Regions from separate parts of the Mus musculus genome. Here region 1 is linked to region 2. Evidence: chromatin contacts called from public HiChIP or PLAC-seq data. All regions are on one chromosome and are shown on one strand. The core of a region is the stretch at or near the end of the contact, and the rest is flanking DNA. Distances in the headings are between cores, read along the strand shown.

Region 1 (3,452 bases), core at 711-3,210, 850 kb before region 2:
ATCCTCCTGCCTCAACATTTTGAGTATTGTGCTCACATGGGCTGTGCAGTCTTTTGCATCTGCTTTTAGTTTTTGCATACGAAGAACTTAAGTCATGGGCCAAGAAAAATTATAATTTGTCGTGTTGAGAAAAGTTAATTGCAGTTAAAATTAAATTTCTTGGGGCTGGAGGGATTGCCCACTGTTTAAGAGCACTTGCTGCTCTTGCAGAGGATCTGGGTTCAATTCCCAGCACCAACAAGGTGGTTTACAACCAGTAGTAATTCCACTTCCAGAGGATCAGATATCCTCTTCTGACCTCTGAGGGCATCGGGCATGTGGTGCACATACACGCATGCAGGCAAAACACTCACATATACAAAAATAAAATACAGCTAATAGAATTTTAAAATTAAATTTGTTCTTTTCAATAATGGCAGTGCTTTTTTAAAAAAACAATGTTCACACCGTTAAAATATATTTAAATTATTTACCTTTTAATGTGTTTTCATTTGGCCCAGTCCATAAATAGGTGGGGTCCACTGTTTCTTTATTGGCACGATCAATATCCATACAAATAAGGACAGGACTAGCCTGATGTAACTTTACATATATTTTTACTGTGACAAAATAAAATTCTGCGTAATTACATTATACAGAGAAATAAAGACACACACACTCCTAGACAATGATACCAGTTAGTTCTTTCAGGATTTCAGTACTTAAAAAGTCTTCGTAACGTGTCCAATGCTAGTTGTCATTTAGAATGAAGTCTTTGCTGCTTCCCCATAGTAAACCTTTAAACTGTACTTTGTCGGTAATATTTTTATTTTGTGACAGTCTAGAAAAATGAAGATCAAGTTCCTTTTAACGTACACATTAATAAATAGCTCCAATAAGGAGCTATGGAATCAATGTTACAGGATGTTAGCTTGACTGACAAACTATTTCAAAACTGAAAACTTGGTATTTCGCGTAAGCTTCCTGTTGTCTTGTGCAGTGTTTACTAGAAAGGTGTACAACAGTGACTCAACTGGATAGATAGTACCTAGTCTCACAAGGTACTTTTTAAGGTCCAATCATTGCCAGGATCAGAATCTCTAAAGTCTATTGTTCAGTTTGGCAGTGTAATGGTGGTGTTGGGAAGAGAAAGGCCTTAAATGTGGAATTGTTCTAGACGGAGTGCAGTGTTATTTCAAATTTGGAGTACTTTTTCCTGAATGTAGGAAAACTACAGAGAGTAGTAACACTGGAGCTGATGTTTGATGCATGAATAGGGCTGGTTAATACAAGAGGGAGAGAAGAGCCTTCCAGAGGGGCGTCCACTCTGCTAAGTGCCTTCACCCATTACAAAGCAGAAGTATTTGAAAGAGAGACGTGGTATCAGAGCGGCAGATCTGTGGTGAACACTGGAATAGAAGACTAGCTTTGAGGGCAATGATGCAAACTTCCCGAACTGCAGAGCACAGACGCCCTCCTGCCTAGCTCCCTTTTCCCTGCCTGAAGAACCTAAGAGGATGCATCCCCAGCTCTTGGGACAAGCCTTGCGTGAGAAGAGGCACGTATTACCTGGGTGCCCTACCGTGCCGTAAACAAAGCCTTTGATATTGAATAAGGAAGAACGTTGCGATCCAACTGCGGAGGAGAGAACACCTCTGGCTTATTATTAGTGTTTGGAGGACACACGGTTCAGGGCGGGGCGGGGCGGAGGCGAAGAAGGAGGGACGGGGGAGGAGCCTGCGGGCCAAGCCCCACCTCCTGCGAGAGACCAGAGCACCGCGTAGAGTAGGGCCCACGCAAGCATCACGGCTCAGGCACTAGTGGCGACGGCTGGGTGCCCTCCTACCTCAGGCCAGGCCCAACGCCTCCCCATCGCTCCTCTACAGAGCGAAGCAAACCGCCAAGGGCATCTTCCCTACCGGTCCCAGGCTATCACGGGGGCGGCTGTGCCCGAGAGCGCCTGCGTGTTCCGGCTTGGCACGAGGGGCGGGGCAAGCGCTCGCAGATGGAGAGCCCCGCCTCCTGGCGCACGCGCAGTTGCGGAGCGCTGCACCCTCCGAGCCTTTCGCACCTCTCCTTGGGTCCCGTGTTCCCGCTCTCTAGCTCTAGTCGGCCTGGTGGTGTGACGAGTAAAGGAAACGAACTCAAGACTTCCTCAGACTAAAGGAACTGATGAGTGAACACAGTGGGTCCTAAGGACGGTGGCGGCGGCTCTGAGCAGCCCAAGGATGCCGTAGTTTGGCGATCAGAAGAAGGGAGATGTTTGTGAGAATTTCCTAAAAGCGAGGGCTCAGCTCTGGAACCCCGAGCTAACGTTGCTAGCGTTGCTGGATCTGTCAAAACGTCACATCCAGTTTTCACCTAGTTGCATTTTTCTGGCATACAAAACCAAGACCTTGAAGAGCCCTCTCCTCTGTGCTTCAGAAGGGTGCCCTCAGACCTTCCCACGTGGAGGAAGGTTAAACCTTTATTTTTTTCAGCTTAGAGTGTGAGATGATGTAAGGGACACCCCCTCATGCAAATTTATTCGGAAGTAACTTTGCTTTAGAGAATGGGTCCCTTCGAAAGGAAGGCGAGAGCGGGTGATCTTTTCCTCAGCTGATGTGAGATAAGTCACTCTCAGGGAGCTCCAAAATAGTCTTTCAAAGTTCTTCTGAACCCTGTGCTGGGGACCAAACCCAGGGCCTTTACTGAATTGAGTCGCTAACCCCATCATGCGTGGTCCCATCTTGACTGCTATTTTAGGTGACCTGAAAGACTTTAGGTGTTGTTTACCTCTTGGCAGTAGAGCACCGCTCTCAGTAGTGGTTTTGAGTAGGTTGGTTAGGGAGAGAGCCCAAGGTTCAGATAGGGTGCAGAATGGTTATTTGGGGTGAGATCAGGAGTTTTCAGTTTTATTTCCTTTGAGCCGAGTCAGTATTTGGACTGTCTCAGATGGTCCAGGAGCAACCTTTGTCAGTAATTTCATTTTTAGTCACTGTTAATTTTATCGATCTAGCACAAGCATGAAATGGGATTCAATGAGTCAGATCCACCCCCTGTCAGTTACTACGTCTAGACTCATGGGTTAGCCTCAACTGTTAAAAATGTGGATGGGTGTTTTGCTTGCATTTCTGTCTGTCTGTGCACCACAGGCATGCACTGCCCACAGAGGCCAAAGAGTGTGTCGCCTCTGGGACTGGAGTTAACAATGGTTGTGAGCAGCCATTTGGATGCTGGGAATCAAACGTGGGTCCTTTAGAAGAGCAGCCAGTGTTCATAACCGCAGAGACACCTCACTTCAGATTTAATCAAAACATTTTCCAAAAGTACAAAGTATTACTAACTTCTCAGTTATTGCACACGATTCTCATAAACTTATGTGTTAAATCTTAACTCTTATAGAAGAGTGTTAGAATAGTCGGGCTGGAGAGATTGCTCAGTGGTTGAGAGTTTATCTGCTTTTCCAGAGGGCTCTAGTTCCAGGATCCAGC
Region 2 (3,725 bases), core at 477-2,976:
GGGATTAGCAATATCCCAGCATAGATGATTTATTGGAGTCTTAGTGGGTGGTGGGTCTTCAGTGTGTCCCTACTCTCCAGCGGTTTCCTTGGAACTGGACCTTAATAATTGAGGAGCAAATGGATACCCACCCCAATAAACAAAAGGTAGCCAGGCAGTACCCTTCACGTTGAGCAATTGTGTTTGCTCTAGCAGAGTTCAAGATGCTGGGACACATGGGCCGTGATGACAGTGGGCGTGTCTAACTCGAGACCCCTTTCCACAGTAGCCTGTGAGCTCGTGGTACCCGATGTAGGGATTGGGAAGCAAGTGACCGATCCTCCCGGGGCCTCTTCCGCTCCCACTTGGACCACCCGATCTAAGCGGAAATCTCTTGCCTTTCCTTTACACCGTCATTCGGCTCTGCAGGCTGAGAGCTGAGGCTGGTGGGGTCACTGGGCGGACAGACTTCACAGGGCTCCTGATAAGCGGTCCAGTGTATAAAAGCACTCACTTCGGGACTGCTTTAGGCTTGGAACAAGGAGAGGAGGCAGGCTCGACAAAGATTCGTTCCTTACTCGAGCCAACCCACCAGGCGCTTAAAGGCTTTTCAGGCCGGATAATCGAGCTCTTTGGAGGGACAGTCACAGTGGCCACCCCCCAATAAATCATAAGTAACGAATCAGCGAAATCGAGCGACCTATTGAGGTCCACGGTTCTTGTGGTAACGCAGAATCGATTCGCTTCCTTGGCGCCGTCTCTTCTAGCTCTCCTTCCTACTCTGCCCGGGGCCCGGAGCCGCTGGGGACCGGAGAGCGAGCGCTGGGTGGAGCCGAGGGCGACAGTCGGAGTGGGCTGGCACCAGCCACCTTCGCGCTCGCCGGCCCCTCCGCGGCCGCGAGGGAGGCGCACCGGCGGCGAAAAGGCGCGCGTCCTCTCTCGACTCCTCGCTTCCTATTGCGTCGGGGCCTCTCGAATTCGGCTAGTTATTGTGTCTCTGGCTCGGCGCCCGAGTTCGTGTCTCGGGCTGCTCTCCCCGCCCCGGACTGCGTTCCATTCTTCTCCGCCCGAGCACGCTGAGCGCGCCAGCCTCGGCCACAGCCAAGCCCCGAGGCCACCGTGCGTTTCCCGCGAGGTGCGAGGACCCCGAATCGGTGTGGGGAGGCGGTGAGGTCACGCTCGGGGGGGGATCACACACGCACTTAGGAATCCCAAGGGATTCAGCTGGAGTGAGCGAACCTCACTCGGACGCGTGGCCAGCGGCGCCGCGTCCCCCGCCCAAGCGCCCTTTGGTAGCGGCGACGCACCGGGTGCCGCGAGACACATTTCCGCCCAGTCTGCATCTCACCATTTTCCAAGCTCCCCAGCTAGGGTAGGGATCGCAGAGTCGGTGGAAGTGGGGAGAACACACTTATTTTAGGAGGAGGTGGTGGTTTCATGACTGAAGGTAACACAATAGGACCTTTCCTCCGGGTTCAAGGGATCTGCTTGGATAAGAGGTGGTCTCCTCTTGGTTTGGGGGAAGCCCAGCGCAAGGCGGTGGGGAGCAGCTGAGCTAGCCTCTCCCCCTCCTCTTTCCCTCTCTGCAAACATCCTGAAGGAATGAGGTCACGTGGGTGAGTAGTGGGCGGGACCTACTCTTGTCTGGAGGAAAAAAGCCATTTTGCCCCCCCCCACGGCCCCTCCCCTCCCCTCTGGTCCCCTCCCCTCCCCAAGCTGCTCTTACAAACTCCTTTCTTATCATAGGTTTCTCCCCTCCCGCCGACCGAGCGAGCGACAGGGCTGTGGTCCCCCTCCCCTCCCTTCCCTCCCTCCCTCCCATCCCCCCCTCCCCGAGACCCACCGGACCCCGAAGCCAGGTAAGCGGACGCCGACTCGCGCTTGCCTCCTTGCTACCTCGTAAGCGTCTAGGGCTGGCGACCGGGACCCGTTCACCTTTCCCCGCAGACCCCAATGGGAGCCGGGAGCCCCGGCCTGGCCTGCCGCCCGCGTCCCTTCCCGCCCCGCCAGCCGCTGTCCAAGCTCGCCCGGTCCGCCTTTCTTTCTCTCGTTCCCGGTCTCTCTCTCTTTTTTTTTCCTTTCCTCCCTTCCAAGATGGCCGAAGTGGATTCCCCCTCTTAACGATTTGGAGTCTCCCTCGACCACCTCCTCTTTGTGCAGCAGCCCCCTGCTAAGACCCTGCTTGCGAGGTATCGAGGGGGAGGGTCCGGGCGGCCACGAGGGCTTTGGGGACATACGCTAGGGTGGGTCTCGCCCCCCCCTCCGCCCCCGACCCGAGGATCTCCACAAGCTGGAGCAGACTGTGGCTCGGCCCCTTCGAGTCGGGCAAGGGTCGCCTCCCGAGTGGGCAGTGAGCGTGGTAGACGCGCGAGGACTTGAGGCCCGGAGGAAGGGGACTTGGCTTTCTGGTGGCCGAGGGAGGGCGCCCTAACTCCTGGGGTCGGGATCTTGGGCACCTCCCCCAGAGGTCCCTTTCGTCCCGGTGCGAGGCGCCCCGCCCCCTCCCTGAACCACCTCGGCTGAGCTTTTCCCTACCTCCCTCCCGGGGCCCCACCAAACTTTGGCTCTAGGGAGGGAAGGAGTGGCCACTCGGTCACTGGGGGTGCCTGATCCTTTGACCTAGGCTTCGCGGGGAAGCAAGGGTGGAGGGGAAAGAACGGGAGTGAGGAGAGATTTAGCATGCTCTGTCTTTTCATGAGTGGCCAAGGGGTCTGATGAGCTGGCCCTTCTGCCACAGGAGGCGAAAAGGGAAGCGGCTACTCTTTTCTCCTTGAGCTCTGCCGCTGCTAGCTCTGAAACCCGGGGAACCCTGAGCCTGCAGACGCCCCGCGCCCTTCCTGACTCCCAGGGGCGTCTAGGCAAGCCCCCTACTCTTCCATCCCTCACTTCCCGGGTCTATCCAAAATTGCTGTGGTTGCTTGATCGAGAAGGGTGTGTGTATGTGTAAATTTAAATATGTTTAAGTATGTACAGGTGTTACCTAGAGCTGTCCCTGCGTCTTTGTCTCTCGTAGCCCCCGGCCGAGCTCCCGCCATCCCCCATGTTGCCTCAGTCTCTTTTGGTCTTCCTCTCGCTGAGGGAGGGGCTTCTCTTAGCTGGCTCTCACAGTCTTGGGCCTCCCTCTCTGGACTTCTTGCAGTTGTGCTGTTCCCGAAACTCATGACAACCCCACCCCCACCCCCAACATACACACATCCCTGCTCCAAGGTGTTATTACTGTAATCGGAGGAGCATAAAGCCAGCTCTGTTGTAGCATTTTGGTGGAGAGGTTTTCCCAGGGGTTCCCCTGGTTTGAGGTTGGGGCTTGCACACTTAGAACTGTGTTTGGAATAAGGCAGGAAACAGCCTCCAGGATCCAGTCCGGCTGTCGCGTCGCCTGATCCTGTTCAAGTTGAAGGCTTGGGAGGTGAGCAGGGGAGGGGGAAAGGAACTCCCTGAGTGGTTGATGGAGCTGTTGCCATGGGAATGGAGAGAGGCTGAAGTGGAAGAGGTTACATGTTATACAGGTCAGATGCCTACTGTAGCGCCCCCCTACCCCCACCCCGGACCCTATAGCGGAGTGGTGGTGGGGCGCTGACCTGTCTTTGTTGCTGGAAGACTTAAATTATAATTTGCCCTGAGAGGACTAGAGGTTCGCAGAAGGTTAATGTCTGTGGCTCCAGTTTCAGGCAGGGATGTGATGGGGTGGGTGGAAATGACTTCTGCATCTGTGGAGTAGGAGCCTGGCTCCAGCCTTGCTGTGTATG

The links. HiChIP or PLAC-seq counts read pairs in DNA pulled down with a chosen protein or histone mark.
Region 1: a contact with region 2 is called in a FOXA1 HiChIP or PLAC-seq map of pancreatic cancer cells. The contact joins the promoter of Zpbp2 here to the promoter of Pcgf2 in region 2. A contact is called at or near these places in 1 of 39 promoter capture datasets (pre-B cells) and 1 of 115 datasets of contacts at active chromatin or transcription factors (pancreatic cancer cells).

The regions. Positions count from the first base shown.
Region 1 is chr11:98,549,605-98,553,056 of GRCm38.p6, reverse strand. Zpbp2 (zona pellucida binding protein 2) reads right to left here and starts at 1,960. Exons shown (of 8, transcript NM_027061.2): 1 at 1,735-1,960; 2 at 1,549-1,614; 3 at 474-599. The coding sequence starts at 1,783.
Region 2 is chr11:97,697,649-97,701,373 of GRCm38.p6, reverse strand. It overlaps Pcgf2 (polycomb group ring finger 2), which reads left to right and starts at 1,726. Exons shown (of 10, transcript NM_001163308.1): 1 at 1,726-1,838.